3 separate regions of the Sus scrofa genome follow, and all the other regions are linked to region 3. The links are chromatin contacts, called in public HiChIP or PLAC-seq maps. All regions are on one chromosome and are shown on one strand. The core of a region is the stretch at or near the end of the contact, and the rest is flanking DNA. Distances in the headings are between cores, read along the strand shown.

Region 1 (4,581 bases), core at 1,329-3,828, 230 kb after region 3:
TCTTCAGTCATCCCTGATTAATATCAACGAAGCCATATGTGACATAATTGGGAAACTTGTTTGGGACAACAGCTATATAAGGGCCAACCTTATAGCTATAATTCAACATTGACACAAGCAGATAGAAGTCCAGGATGAGAGTGATGATGGAATTTACCCACTTGGTTTAAGTTCACTTAAGGTCAATAAAATGTTTGTCTGTGATTCTGTAGAGAATTATTTCCACTGGAGTATATCCCCAGATGCAGCTAGTTTAGACTTTGTACCTATAACTGATGAATCAAAGAACCATAATATACTAGTGTCAGGATATTTGAATACATCTATTCTCTTTTCTTCTTCTGTTCCCTCTCCCTTAAAACAGTGAAGGTTAGGAAAGTGAAACAGCTTGCTAAGGTCATGGTATGGGTTAATACTAACTTGGTATAAGAAACAATTTTAAGGTAAAAATGTGAATTACTTTGGCCCTAAGCAACATAAAGTCATTGTTTGTAGTACCTTGAAAAGGAGAGGCTAAATCAAAGGAAACTGGCTATTTGAGCTTGAAATGCCTTATTTATTTATGCCACCAACTCTCAATTGGAACGCTCTGAAATTAAAGTGCTTTGGTTAAGAGTTTGACCAGAGATACTTTTTGTTTCTAGTCTTCACGCCGAAAAGATTTTTCTTCCAGAGGATAGGGTGCTTTCTGACTTTCAAAAGAAACTATATGTTGTATCTAAACAAATAATTTCCTTATGTCTAAAGCTGGAAGATTTATCTTTTGTGTCCTGAGATGCCACTTTAATATTCTTCCTCCTCTCATTTAATGTACCTTTCCATCCTAGGAACTCAAGGCACGAGGATGCCCTTGGGTCCCCTTTCCAGATGTAATTTTGCCACATGAACCTATGCTCCATCAGTGGTGCCCAAATCTAGCTGCTGAACATTGAAATCAGCTGTGAGCTTATTAACGATCAACTATCTGGACATGTATAAAATGCATGTCCATATGCTTTCCGTGCAATTAAAATTTGTACCCAGCATTTCTCTCACAATTTTAGATTAATCTCTTCCTCTTTACTCCAATAAAAATGCAGCATTTGCCTTAAGTGGCTTTTGAGATTATTTTATTTTACTTCTTAATTTTTAAGGTATCAAGTGGAAACAATAAAATGAATCAATGCTAAGATTTTAAAATATTAATTAAATTTTTCAGTACTTAACCATTCCAGGATAGCTTGCAGTTCATCTTTGAAAGGCAACATTTTAATTATAAGAAACAAATCTCTAAATTCGAGACACCAAAACAGCCAGAACGGTTGATATTTGGAAAAAAAGGTATTATAATCCACAGCCTATTTTTCAGGTGAACACCCATCTTATTGATCCTTGTAGTGATCAGTTTCAATGGTAGTTAATATCCACCAACAGTTTTATGTACTAACTTATCCCAATCCTCATCACGAAAGAGATTAAAATCTAATTTTAAGGATACAGAAACATTTTTCTTTTTTGGCCAACCCCCGGCATATGTAATTCCCAGGCCAGGGATCAAATCCAAGCCACGGCTGTGGCTGTGCCAGATCCCTAACCCATTGTGCTGGGTCAGGGATCAAACCTGTGTCCCAGTGATCCCAAGAGGCTGCCGATCCTACTATGCCACAACAGGAATTCCCAAAATATATTTTTAAATATATAACTTAGAATTGAGGAAGAAAAAGGACATAAAGCAGAGCCAAGAGTGAGAATGAAACCAAAGGCAAAAATATCTAGTGCTATTTCTTAACATCGTTCATTCATTCATTCATTCACAAATAGAAAGTATCCACCAGTGGTCTGTAATGGAAGGCTACCCAATGACAAAATCCTACTGCTTGGTTACTTCAGATGTCTATCCTGATTGACTGAGGCCTGTGACTTCTGTTAATTCAAATTTTGGCTATTACTCCCTAATGGAGTATAACAGAGAGAAAACAAACATGGAAGCTCCCTCACTGGATTCTAGCCTCTCAGGCAGATAGACTTGTATATAAGCAACTACAACAGAGTATGGCAAAATCCGATATATTATATTAAAGAAACAATATATTTAAACAAACAAACAAAAAAACAATAGCGGAGTATCCCTCGTGGCGTAGTGGTTAACGAATGTGACTAGGAACCATGAAGTTGCAGGTTCCATCCCTGGCCTCGCTCAGTGGGTTAAGGCTCCTGTGCTGCTCTGAGCTGTGGTGTAGGTCACAGACGTGGCTTGGATCCCGCGTTGCTGTGGCTCTGGCATAGGCCGGTGGCTACAGCTCCGACTGAACCCCTAGCCTGGGACCCTCTATATGCCGCAAGTGTGGCCCTAGAAAAGACAAAAAGACAAAACAAAAACAATAGCAAGAGCAGCCAACAATGCATGAGTTAAAGGGATAGGCAGACCCCACATCATGAAGTGCTTCACTACATTTCCACAGCAGTCTGAACTCAACACTTACTGCGTTTTAAAGCAAGAGAACACAATCTATAGAGTTACATATTGGAAAGATCACTCTGACTAAAGCACTGAGCATCTCCTGCTGCCCCCACCTGGTCAAAGTCAGGAGTTGAGACCTTGCTCAGAACTCCTCTGTACACTGAGGCCAGTTCTGCAACGTAGGGGTTAATGCTCTTATCTCTGGAGCTAAACTGCCTGGGTGCAAATCCTGACTCAGAATGAGTAGCTGTCTCACCGTGGACAAGAAATGTATGCTTCCTTTACTTTCAATTTTCTTATCTGTAAAACAGGGTTGAGTCTACTTTATAAGTGCTTGTGAGGAATTAAAGATAACAGAAGTAAATACTACAGGTAAAATACACTTGTATTGGTCTAGAACATATGAATACTCGCTGGGTGATCCATATACAATTTTTCTCACTCTTATGACAACACTTCAAGAGAGAGAGGATTACCACTAGCTTGCCATATTTACCATGTCTCATTATGTCTTTTACAACACCAACTTTTAGTTTTATTTTTTTTTTTATGCAGTTCCTCTCTTTTCTTTCTTGTTCTGATGGCATTCAGTAACCAACAACAATTTTAACTTTTGGCTTTCCTTTTTTTTCCCAACAGCATGAATTTGAAAGTTTCAGTTACTAATGTGTGGTTTAGGTTAACTTCCTAGACTAGTTCTCAACATGTTACATCCTAAGAGATGGGGCCTCTCCTTTCAGGAGATTATTAAGTGTTGTTAGCAACTCCTACGTGTCTAAAGCAATAGAAAGAAGATAAGCTCTGTGCAGTCTTCCATGGAGTATTTCAAGCCACAGAAGTAGAAGAAAGTGCTGCTGAATCTACCCATAGAGTGGCCTCCTCTGACCTGAAGTTTTATGCAACTTTTGCAGAAGGGAAGGAACAACATGACCTGGGTGAGCTAAGACCTGCCAAACTCCCAGTGACAATGAAATGAATATTTCAGCAGACAAAATACAGAGGATATTTGTCTATGAAACTTGGAAAACATTTATGGGAAAGGGACTAGTGAAGCGCCCATATTTTCCTGTATATTTCCGAGGGGAAACCAGAGCTGTGCACAGGTGTCAGCTACTGTGTAAAAAGCTTCAATGGAACCAGAGTGTTTAATGTCAATGTGTTGGACATAAAGATGTTTATAGAGATGTTTTATTAGCAGTGTTTGAGAAACAGAAACCATAATTTTCACGATCCACATTTTCCCTGTGGCAAGTAACACATACATAGTCACTAAATACGTAGAGGAAAATACTTAGAACCTTGAGTTGCCCTAAAGTAGTGCAAACCAATTCATGCTGTACATAGGTTGCTCCCACCCAAGGATGAAATCATAGCATCTTAGAAATCTCTTTAAACTCTGCCTCCAGTACAAAACCAGAGCTTTCTCATTCTGTTTTACTTTCTGTGGTTTCCGGTCCACTGTACCCTGTAGGTTTTCACCTCTTTGACTGGCCCTTTTGGTGTGAAACTTCTCTTACCTTGTTTTTGCTATTCCATTTTTCTCCTTGCCATTATTTCTTAGTTCCCTTTTTCCCCCTTTTTTTGTGGAGGAGGGTCAGCTTAACTCAGAATTGAAGATTAGCTTTATTTCTACACAACTGACCATGACGGGATCATAGAAGTATAGCCCAGTTTAGTGCACTGGACAGATTTAGGATCAAAGAAAACCTAAACTTAATTTTGAGTGCCAAGTCATTACTCTTTGACAATCTTTGAGGTCTCTGGAAACCAAGCCTTGGTTCCTGTTGCTGCACAGCAGAGGCCATGTCAGTTTCAACATCCTCTTTTCCCAAATCCATAATAAATGTTTCCTCTGGAGAGACTATTGCCCAACATTTTTTCCACACTATCAGGGGCAAGTCTATTTCCCCAAGGAGATTATTCAGACAGCAAAAGCCCAGATATTCATGGCATTCAGTCCCATAGTCTTCACATTATCCATGTATGCTAAGGCTATCAAAGGGAAGGCAGTGAGCTCAGCCTAAACCTCTAGGCTCTAGAGACAGAAAGATCTGCATTCTATTACACTTCCTCTCCTGAGACCATGAACAAGTTATTTTTTAAATTATTATTAGAGTTTGTAAAACTGAAACATTTATTGA
Region 2 (4,284 bases), core at 696-3,195, 200 kb before region 3:
CTTCTAAGATTGTTAGACGATTTGTTCTTCCAACAATCTTATCCCTCTACTCCAGCTGAGCTCAGCTCCTTCAGCTGACATTTTCCTTGAGGTGTCAAAGAGAAACAAGGCCCAGTTTCCTTGGCCTAATAAGTCCCAGCTGTTCTCAGCCCAGGGGCCCATCTACCTCCTACCTCAATGAGGGTGACAAAACTATATTGTTGTCTCACCAGTCAATGCACAAAATGGAGACATCAGCTTGGTAATTGCATTTAGCAGAGAAAAACTAAAAAAGCCAAAGATAACTCTCTGTTGAGATTTTAGTTTCACTATTTCATAATGTATAATAGAGAACACTTTGTATACATTTATAAGAAAAGGTATCTTATGGATAACCAGATTGCTGTGAATTTCATTTAGCATTCTACAGATAACTGCATGTAAGGGCATTCTGTAAGCTTCCTTCTAAAGATATTACTGAGATGACATATGGCCTGGTGTGTTTGCATCCTTGCTTCTCAGAGTGTTAGGCATTAGTGTTTACTGTCTAAGGTCAGGTAGAGGATTTTAATGGGTTGGATTTTGACCAAAATTTATGTTTGGAGTCTTATCCCTAGGAACTCAACATGTCACTTTTCTTTTTTTTGGAGATAGCATCTTTATAGAGGTAACCAAGCAAAAGTGAGGTCATTAAGGTAGGCTCTCATCCAGCATGCCTGTTGTCCTGGTAAGAAGGGGAAACTTGGACAAAGGGATACACATAGAGGGAAGATGATATGAAGAGACAAGGAGAAGATGGCCATTACAAACCAGGTGGAGAGACCTGAAATGGAGCCTTCCCTCACAGCCCTCAGAAGGAACCAGCCCTGCCAACAACTTCATCTCAGACTTTAGCCTCAAAAACTGGGAGACAATAAATTTCTGTTTTAGGCTGCCCATTTTCTGGTGCTTTGTATTAGGAAACTAATACAAGCATTTATTCAGGAGTATGCATTATAAACTGACTTAGGAGGAGGAAGAACCATGTAAGGAACAGTAAGGTGCCAGGAAAGTTCGTGGACACTGTTAGCTTGGGAGATAGGGTGGCAATGGGTTCTTGTTTTTATCCTGTTTGTGGGTGGAACAGGGCAGGGCATCAGGCCTAGCCTCAGGTTCACTAAGACCTTACTAATTTTTGCTCATCTGATTGGGAAGGATTTAGAAGAAGTAGAATAAGACTTGAATTTTCTGTGTGAGTTGTGAGGGGATATGATGGCTTCAAAAGAGATTACTTGGAGTGCATAGAGGGTTTGGAAGAAAAACACGTAAATACTCTAAATTTGGCCATTGGCATTTAAGAAACTTAACATCGTGTTGCGGAAGGGTTATTTTATACTCCGCTGATCTGAAGGATTCTGAGACGTATGGAACGTGTATAAATCTTACTTTAATTAAATGCTTAGGAACGTCTAAAGGTCTACTCTATTTCTTTGCTCCTTTGTCTCTCGTTCTCTCTGAATTATGGGGGTGACAGTGCAGATTTTTTTGATCCCTGACTCATCCTTTTACCTACTTGCTCTGGTGTTTATATGAAAATATTTCCTGCAGTTGAAAGGGTAACTGTTCTAATGTTCAAGACGAAGAAGGAGGTCCAAATGTTAGCTCTCAAACAGTGAGACCTTATTAAGAGTGGAAGTAAAAAGCCCCCAGACACTCATTGAGGGAGCACAGGAGGGGCCCCAGGCCTGTCAACAATCAGTTACAACTGAGGCCCTTCCCACTCCTCTGGCCAGGGTCTAATTTAAATCTCAGTTGGCTGGAACTTCTTGATTTGATTACACCAGTTCCCAGGCTGTGAGGAGTTAAGCCAAAAAGGTTTTCATTAATTTGCCTTCTCCCTAAAGATTTGAGACTTGCTGTTTCAAAGAAAGCGAGATACCACAATGAGCCAACTATTTGGTGAGAAGTTTCTCCTCTGGGAGAAAGGCGTTTGCTCAGATTCCAGCCTTTCAAATGTCAAATGTTACTCATCCCTGCTTTGGCTCTTGCAAGCCTGTGTAGTTCCTTCTTTTTTCTTTTAATTGGAGTATGTTTTCTTCTACTAGTAGCTCAGGGAACTTTTACTTGCTGTTGGAAATCTAACCCTGGTACACGAAAAGTATGACTAATCCTACTTACTGGAATTTCAGTGTTTTCATCAAGGCCGCAGTTTCCATTTCCAATTTTACATAATAAGGGAAACACACCAACTGGCAAACACTCTTTTTGTCGGTTGGTGTACATCAAAATATCTCCTGTGTTATAATTGAAAGGAAAGTTTCATAATGGAGATTTTTTTTTTTTTTTGCAATTGAAGGAAAACTGTCTGCAAGTATATTTAAAGAAAGGGTAGCTCATGAGATGAGTACCCAGTTAAGATGTTTACTCAATGAAGTAGTTAAACTTTTCAGCTGCTTTTTAATTGTCTGTACAGCAGGATATTAGGTTATTTTTAGGCAGAAAGAGTGGTATATACACTGAGTCATGGCCAGTGGAAGGATTTTAGAACAACATACAAATGCTCATGCCATTAAAATGACTTAGTTAAGCCATCATTGTGATGGCCATTGGAAAGATGAAAGAATATCAGCTAACGCAAACCAAATTTTTGTCTTCATCGAAGCCATCATTTATTACTTCGTTATGGATATCTGGAATGCCATTGGAAAGATCTCCTATCAGGAAGGTCTAGTGGAAATGGCTTAAGATTTACCAGGCAGCTCCTTTAAGGCAAAATCTGACTAAAGGGAATAGAGAAAGACCTTGGAATGGCCTGAGATTTTCAAATCTTTCTTCTCTAAAGAATCACCTGGAGTTATTGAAAATATAGATTCTCCAGATCCCATTCTGCAAATTTCTGGTTAAGTGGGCCAATGTGTATATACATTTCTTGGCAGATTACTCTAGGCACAGTTAGGATAGGGAACCTCTGCCAGTTTGGGTAACTGCAGCAATGAAGTAATGATGGCTTAACTAAGTCATTTTAATGGCATGAGCATTTCTATGTTGTTCTAAAATCTTTCCATTGGCCATGACTCAGTGTATATACCATTCCTTCTGCCTAAAAATAACCTAATATCCTGCTGTGCAATCACCTGTGTAGGGTCTGATGAATTTTTTTTTTTTTCTTTTTAGGGCTGTACCCACAGCCTGTGTTCCCAGGCTAGGGGTTGAATCAGAGCTACAGCTGCTGGCCTACACCACAGCCAAAGTAGCATAGGATCCAAGCCGAATCTACGACCTACACTGCAGCTCACGGCAACGGTGGATCCCCAACTCACTGAGCAAGGCCAGGGATTAAACCTTCATCCTCATGGATACTAGTCAGATTTGATTCCACAGAGCCACATTGGGAACTCTCAGGCTGGTGAATTTAATAAGGCAAAACTTTTTGCCTTTTTTTTGAATCAGTAGATGAACCCCAATCGCCTGTTTTTCCTATCACTTCTTTGAATCATTGTGGAGTCATTTGTATGTCAATTGATAAGCAGTCAACTGGAATCTTCCTTGGAAAAACAATGTGCTAGACCTGGGTGGGTATCAGAAATATGTGCAGAGTTACTGGAAACTATTTTCTTTGGACCGTCTGAATTGTAATCTCAGGGAGGGGTCTAGACCTCCATTCTTATATAGGCTTTAGAGATGATTTTGAAAAGCAGTTGATTTTGAGAATCTGAGTTCTACTAATGGGGAGAAGTGCTGATTACTGCTGTTGGGTACTAACTGAAGGTGAACTGCCTACACAGAAATCATATTAATTTGATTATCATGATTAAAACTATTTATTTTGCTGTTTTATGATTAACTTGTGCATTTGATCAATAGATGATCCTAAGTCCCATTGAGAAGGGCAGGAGAGATCTTTAACACTTGAAGCTCTCAGATACAGCTGCAGGTGAATCTGGAAGTATGGGTAGAATCTGAATAGGTAGTGGAGTTGAGAGCAGAGAATTCTAGGGGAGGCAAGTGAATGAGTAAAGTGATTACAATGGGAACTAGAATTCCATGCTAGTAGTAGAGGGTGTAAACAGACTGAAGCCCATGGTATGGGAAATAGTGGAATATAAAACTACACAGTGTGGATTGGTGTCTGGAGAGTGGCTTGAATTTGCAAGCCAATTAGAAACCATGACAACATTTTTGTGTGTGCACAGGAATAAAGAGCTAACATTTTATTTTGGATGATTGTGCAGAAGGTCAGGAGGCAGGGCTATGACGGTGTAGCATAAGAAGATGGAATTTAGTAGTGACTGGTGAATAGGAGAAGTGCAGATTTGGTAAATGTAT
Region 3 (4,132 bases), core at 26-2,525:
GACATCCGGAAGTATGATACCCTCTTTGTTCTTCTTTCTCAAGATTGCTTTGGTGATTCAACATCTTTTGTGTTTTCAAATAAACTCTAGGATTATTTTTTAATGTCTATAAAAATGTCATTGGAATTTTCACAGGGATTGCATAGAATCTAGAGACGGTTTTGGGTTGTATGGATATTTAACAGTATTACTTCTTCATAGCACACTTTTCATAAATAATGTTGAATATATTTTTGATAAAATTATTTGTGAAATTTTATCAAAAATATATTCAGCTTGCTTTTATTTATCAATAGCATTTAATTTTTCTAGATGCCTAGAGTATTAGAATTACAATTAAGTCTAACAATCACTTCTATTATCTCCCAAAAGGGATAGATTTTAGTCTTGTCAGAGGCCTATTTATTTTCAAAGGCTTTCAGGCAAAGTATTGCATAACTTTAGCGGGTGCTGTTGATATCCCACTCTTATTCCCTCAATGCCCTTCTAGTAAGACAGTTTCTTAATGTAAATGCATGCAACTCTCTGCCTAAGAGCTTTCTCTGGCAGGAGCAGCAAGCTTGGTCCATATGTGTATAGGGAAAGCTGGAAGATCTGGGTAGTGAACCACCCTGTAAGCATCCCTTAATCAACCAGTCAGGAGTTGGTAGATAAATACTCCAGCCTCTTTATATCTTAGGTGGGACAACTTTGAAGTGTGTTCTCTGTAGGAGGATTGAGCTCCATTTTTATTGAGTACTTATCTGTTCATTAATATGTCCTCTGCTGGTTTCCTTCCTTCCCCACTCTCCTACCACGGCTTCACTCCGCAAATAAACCATTTGGACTGAAATCATTGTCTCAGGGTCTGCTTTTAGGGGGAATCCAACCTAAAAACTTCCTCAATTAGGTTTTCTAAAAATATATCCAGCCAGCTCCAAATCACACTTTAGAATGCTCCCTCACCAGTGATGTTTACAAGGGAAAGCAGGCCTGGATGCCATTTCAGAAAACTTCTTTATAGTTATACAAGCCAGAACACTATAACAGAATCACATTTTTCAGTAATATCCATTGGCTGTATAATAAAGTAGACAAAATACTCTAAAGAAAGGCTTTTCAAATTAAACAAAATAAATAAGAATTTCTATCTTGTTGTGTAATAGAAGGAATAGTTTTTATGTCTTTTGAAAGTTAGTAGCAATGCCTTTCCACTTCTGGGTTCTGATGAATCATCACTTGCTTAACAGACACAGATGAGGAAATACTGGGAGAGAAGAAGGAGATGGGGTGGTGGGGCATTTCCTGTATTTGCTAGTTTGTGATAGTATTTAGTCTAATAGTCACTGGACTTAATTTTCCCCAAGTTGGGAGTTGGTCATAGAGAGCTTAAGAAGATTTGTTTGTTAAATTGATTTCTCTGCTACCCTCCTAACTTAGATCAAAGAATTAATTCTTACATTAATGGAACTGAGGTAAAAGATGGAAATGAGCTTACATTTTAGAATTTATATAATATTAATTTTTAATAGCCACAATTATTACTCTTATATTGATCACTAATTTGTTGCTTACTTCCTAAATATAGTCATTTGTCTTAGGTCAAATTCCCCAGCACACAGACTCTGAGACAGAGAGTTGCATGAAAGGGGCTTTTTGGAATGTGCTCTGGGGGTCAGAGTGCCAGGTAGAGCAGAGAGCCAGAGAAACTGGGGTGACGTTCAGGGGCAACGAAGGCCTCAGGCAATCTCATGGGGAGTTCTGGAGCTGATTGCCCTTCAGACTATCTTGAATTGAGGCTCCAAAGAGGGCCAAGTCTTCCACTCTGTGCCAGTCAGCTGCTGGATGCAGATGCACCCTGTGAGAGAGCATTTTAGTTTTAGTGGCTCCCTCCAACTCAGGGAAATGCCCAGAGAGGACTTAGCTCTGAGCCAAACTGTAGTTGAGGGGGAAATACAAGCCTCTGGCATTAGCAGGGGTACTGAACAACATTAGCCACTCAAGCCAACAGCCAAGTGCATGTTTGCCAGAGTATGAGAACTGTTGTGAAAGAAAACAGTATTTTGTTTACTCAGACACTCTGAGTAATAGTAAATCACGTAGTTTGATTTTCAAATTTCAAATCATTAGAATGCAACAAATACACTTAAAGCCAACTATGTGAATTATCATTTAGTTTTTCTAGCTGACACAGATGGAGGAACAATGATCTAAATCTTGAAGAACTTTAAGAACAACATTTCTTAGAAAGAAGCTTAGAGATGTGTGCATTAATATCTTTCTGACTGATAGATAATAGATGACTCCTTCATCTTAAGCAATGCTTAAACATTTTATTCATAATATCACTGGCCTCTGTGTCCATTTTTGTTTCTGGTTGCTACTGTTTCTCTGGCTAATCCAAGACTGATGTTGGTGCCTCTGGGATGCAGGCATTTACATGGTGGCTGCTGAATCAGTTCTTGGGTAGGAAGGTAGGTCTACAAGGGAAACCTGCCGACTGAGTAATTTCCTGAGCTGGACTATCCATCTGCATTCTTTGCAGCCCAGTGCTCTCCCACCTTCTGTGGTACATCCTACAGGATCTTGCTGCTGGCTCCCCTTACTCCCAGAGCAGTCTTTGGTAGCATATCAGCTGAAGACCTCCCACCTAAGCATTTTCAATGATGTCCTCAGTAAACTTGTGCATTCTTGTACAACAGATGAAGGAACACAGGAACACACCACTTCTGCCCTCCCCACTCAGCTGTCTCTCTTCTGTTACATTCTAGTAGACACAGGTCACCAAGTCTGTGGCAAGGACAATTCTGGGACAAAGGGAAAATCCTACTCAGTATATATATTTCTATGTCTACATGTGAATTATTATTTATTAATTAATCCCTAGCACTTAAAACAGTATCTAAGACAGAGGAAGAATTGAATAAATATTGGTTGCAAGACCGAAGTTTTAGCTCCTCAATAGCTATTTACAAAAAAAAAAAAATGCGTTAACTCTATAAGAAGATTTTTCTCAAGTCACAGCTAAATTGCTCCCATTCCATCTCTTTCTGTTTTCATTGGGCAACAACATCTGTTCCCCAACCCCTTTATAAGGTGTATTAGACACACCAAGACTGCAATTAAGCCACGCACAGCCTTCTCCTTCTTTTGGCCAACCAACATCATTTCCGTGATCCCTTCCTTATAAGCCCGGGTTTCCAACCCTTTAATCATCTCTGCTCTCTTCTGGATCCAAATGTCCCACTTACTTTGAAACTATGGAGACTCAAATGGAAATCTATTGTAACGATGCTGTAAAAGTTTGGCAAATTTCAGGGGAAACCAACATCTGTTTGGTCCTTTTTCATTATCTTCTTGCTGCCTTTTCATTAAGGAATTCCCAGGAAAAGTTTTAAAATATATTTTTAAAATTAATTCAACAATTTCTTTTCTAGTATCTTTCTATTTGTATGCATATGATTTCTATGCAAAAATGGATTCATTTAAAAGGATTTCTAAGTTCCCAATATAAGCGTTTACAAATGTTTAAAAATATCTTGCACATATTTTTAGAATGGAATTGCAAAATACTGATCTTTTTAACACTTTAAAAATCTCTCACTTTTGCCTTTTAACTCAGCAGTGACATTGTTTTTGAATAAATTGTTTTTCAGATGGAAAATATTTTTGTTATTTTTATTTGAAACTTTCCCATGTTCGTGAGATAGACCCATTGAATAAGAATAAAAATAATAATGGGTATTACATAGCACTTACTCTGTGGCAGGCAAATGTTTTGAATATTTTAACATATTTAATCTTTACAAATACCCAATGAGCCAGCTACTGTTGTTATCCTCATTTTTCAGATGAAGCAATCGAGGGTCAGAGAGGTTAGGGACCTGTCCAGGATAGCAAAGCAAATGAGGTTCAGAGCTGTGATTTAAAGCCCAGAAGCCTAACTCTAGACCCTATGACCTTAGGATGATGAGCTGCCATATGTTTATGAATATAGTAGTGGACTGACTCTTGGCAGAAGGATTCTTTTTATGAGTGGTTTTTAATACACACAAGCAGAGTTTTTCTTTGTATTTAAACCTTATTTTTCTAATGCAGTTAATATAATTGGGCACTGACACAGATTTGACAGAAGAAATGACTCACGTAGTGT

Evidence for each region. HiChIP or PLAC-seq counts read pairs in DNA pulled down with a chosen protein or histone mark.
Region 1: an H3K27ac HiChIP or PLAC-seq map of alveolar macrophages shows a contact between it and region 3. The contact joins two enhancer-like sites. A contact is called at or near these places in 1 of 5 promoter capture datasets (liver), 1 of 47 Hi-C or Micro-C datasets (embryonic fibroblasts) and 1 of 2 datasets of contacts at active chromatin or transcription factors (alveolar macrophages).
Region 2: a contact with region 3 is called in an H3K27ac HiChIP or PLAC-seq map of alveolar macrophages. The contact joins two enhancer-like sites. A contact is called at or near these places in 1 of 47 Hi-C or Micro-C datasets (embryonic fibroblasts) and 1 of 2 datasets of contacts at active chromatin or transcription factors (alveolar macrophages).

The regions. Positions count from the first base shown.
Region 1 is chr9:86,425,243-86,429,823 of Sscrofa11.1, reverse strand. No RefSeq gene overlaps it. Among named protein-coding and RNA genes, the nearest start is that of AHR, 84 kb to the left of the region's middle. Within about 2 kb of position 2,578, at least 10 of the 83 cell types and tissues checked have an H3K27ac peak or open chromatin away from gene starts, as enhancers often do. A contact at or near this core is called in alveolar macrophages and embryonic fibroblasts, where this site is marked.
Region 2 is chr9:86,851,837-86,856,120 of Sscrofa11.1, reverse strand. The region is part of intron 1 of LOC110255481 (a long non-coding RNA gene); the gene reads left to right. Among named protein-coding and RNA genes, the nearest start is that of SNX13, 230 kb to the left of the region's middle. Within about 2 kb of position 1,945, at least 9 of the 83 cell types and tissues checked have an H3K27ac peak or open chromatin away from gene starts, as enhancers often do. A contact at or near this core is called in alveolar macrophages, where this site is marked.
Region 3 is chr9:86,655,029-86,659,160 of Sscrofa11.1, reverse strand. All of the region lies in intron 4 of LOC110255481 (a long non-coding RNA gene), which reads left to right. Among named protein-coding and RNA genes, the nearest start is that of AHR, 150 kb to the right of the region's middle. Within about 2 kb of position 1,275, at least 13 of the 83 cell types and tissues checked have an H3K27ac peak or open chromatin away from gene starts, as enhancers often do. A contact at or near this core is called in alveolar macrophages and embryonic fibroblasts, where this site is marked.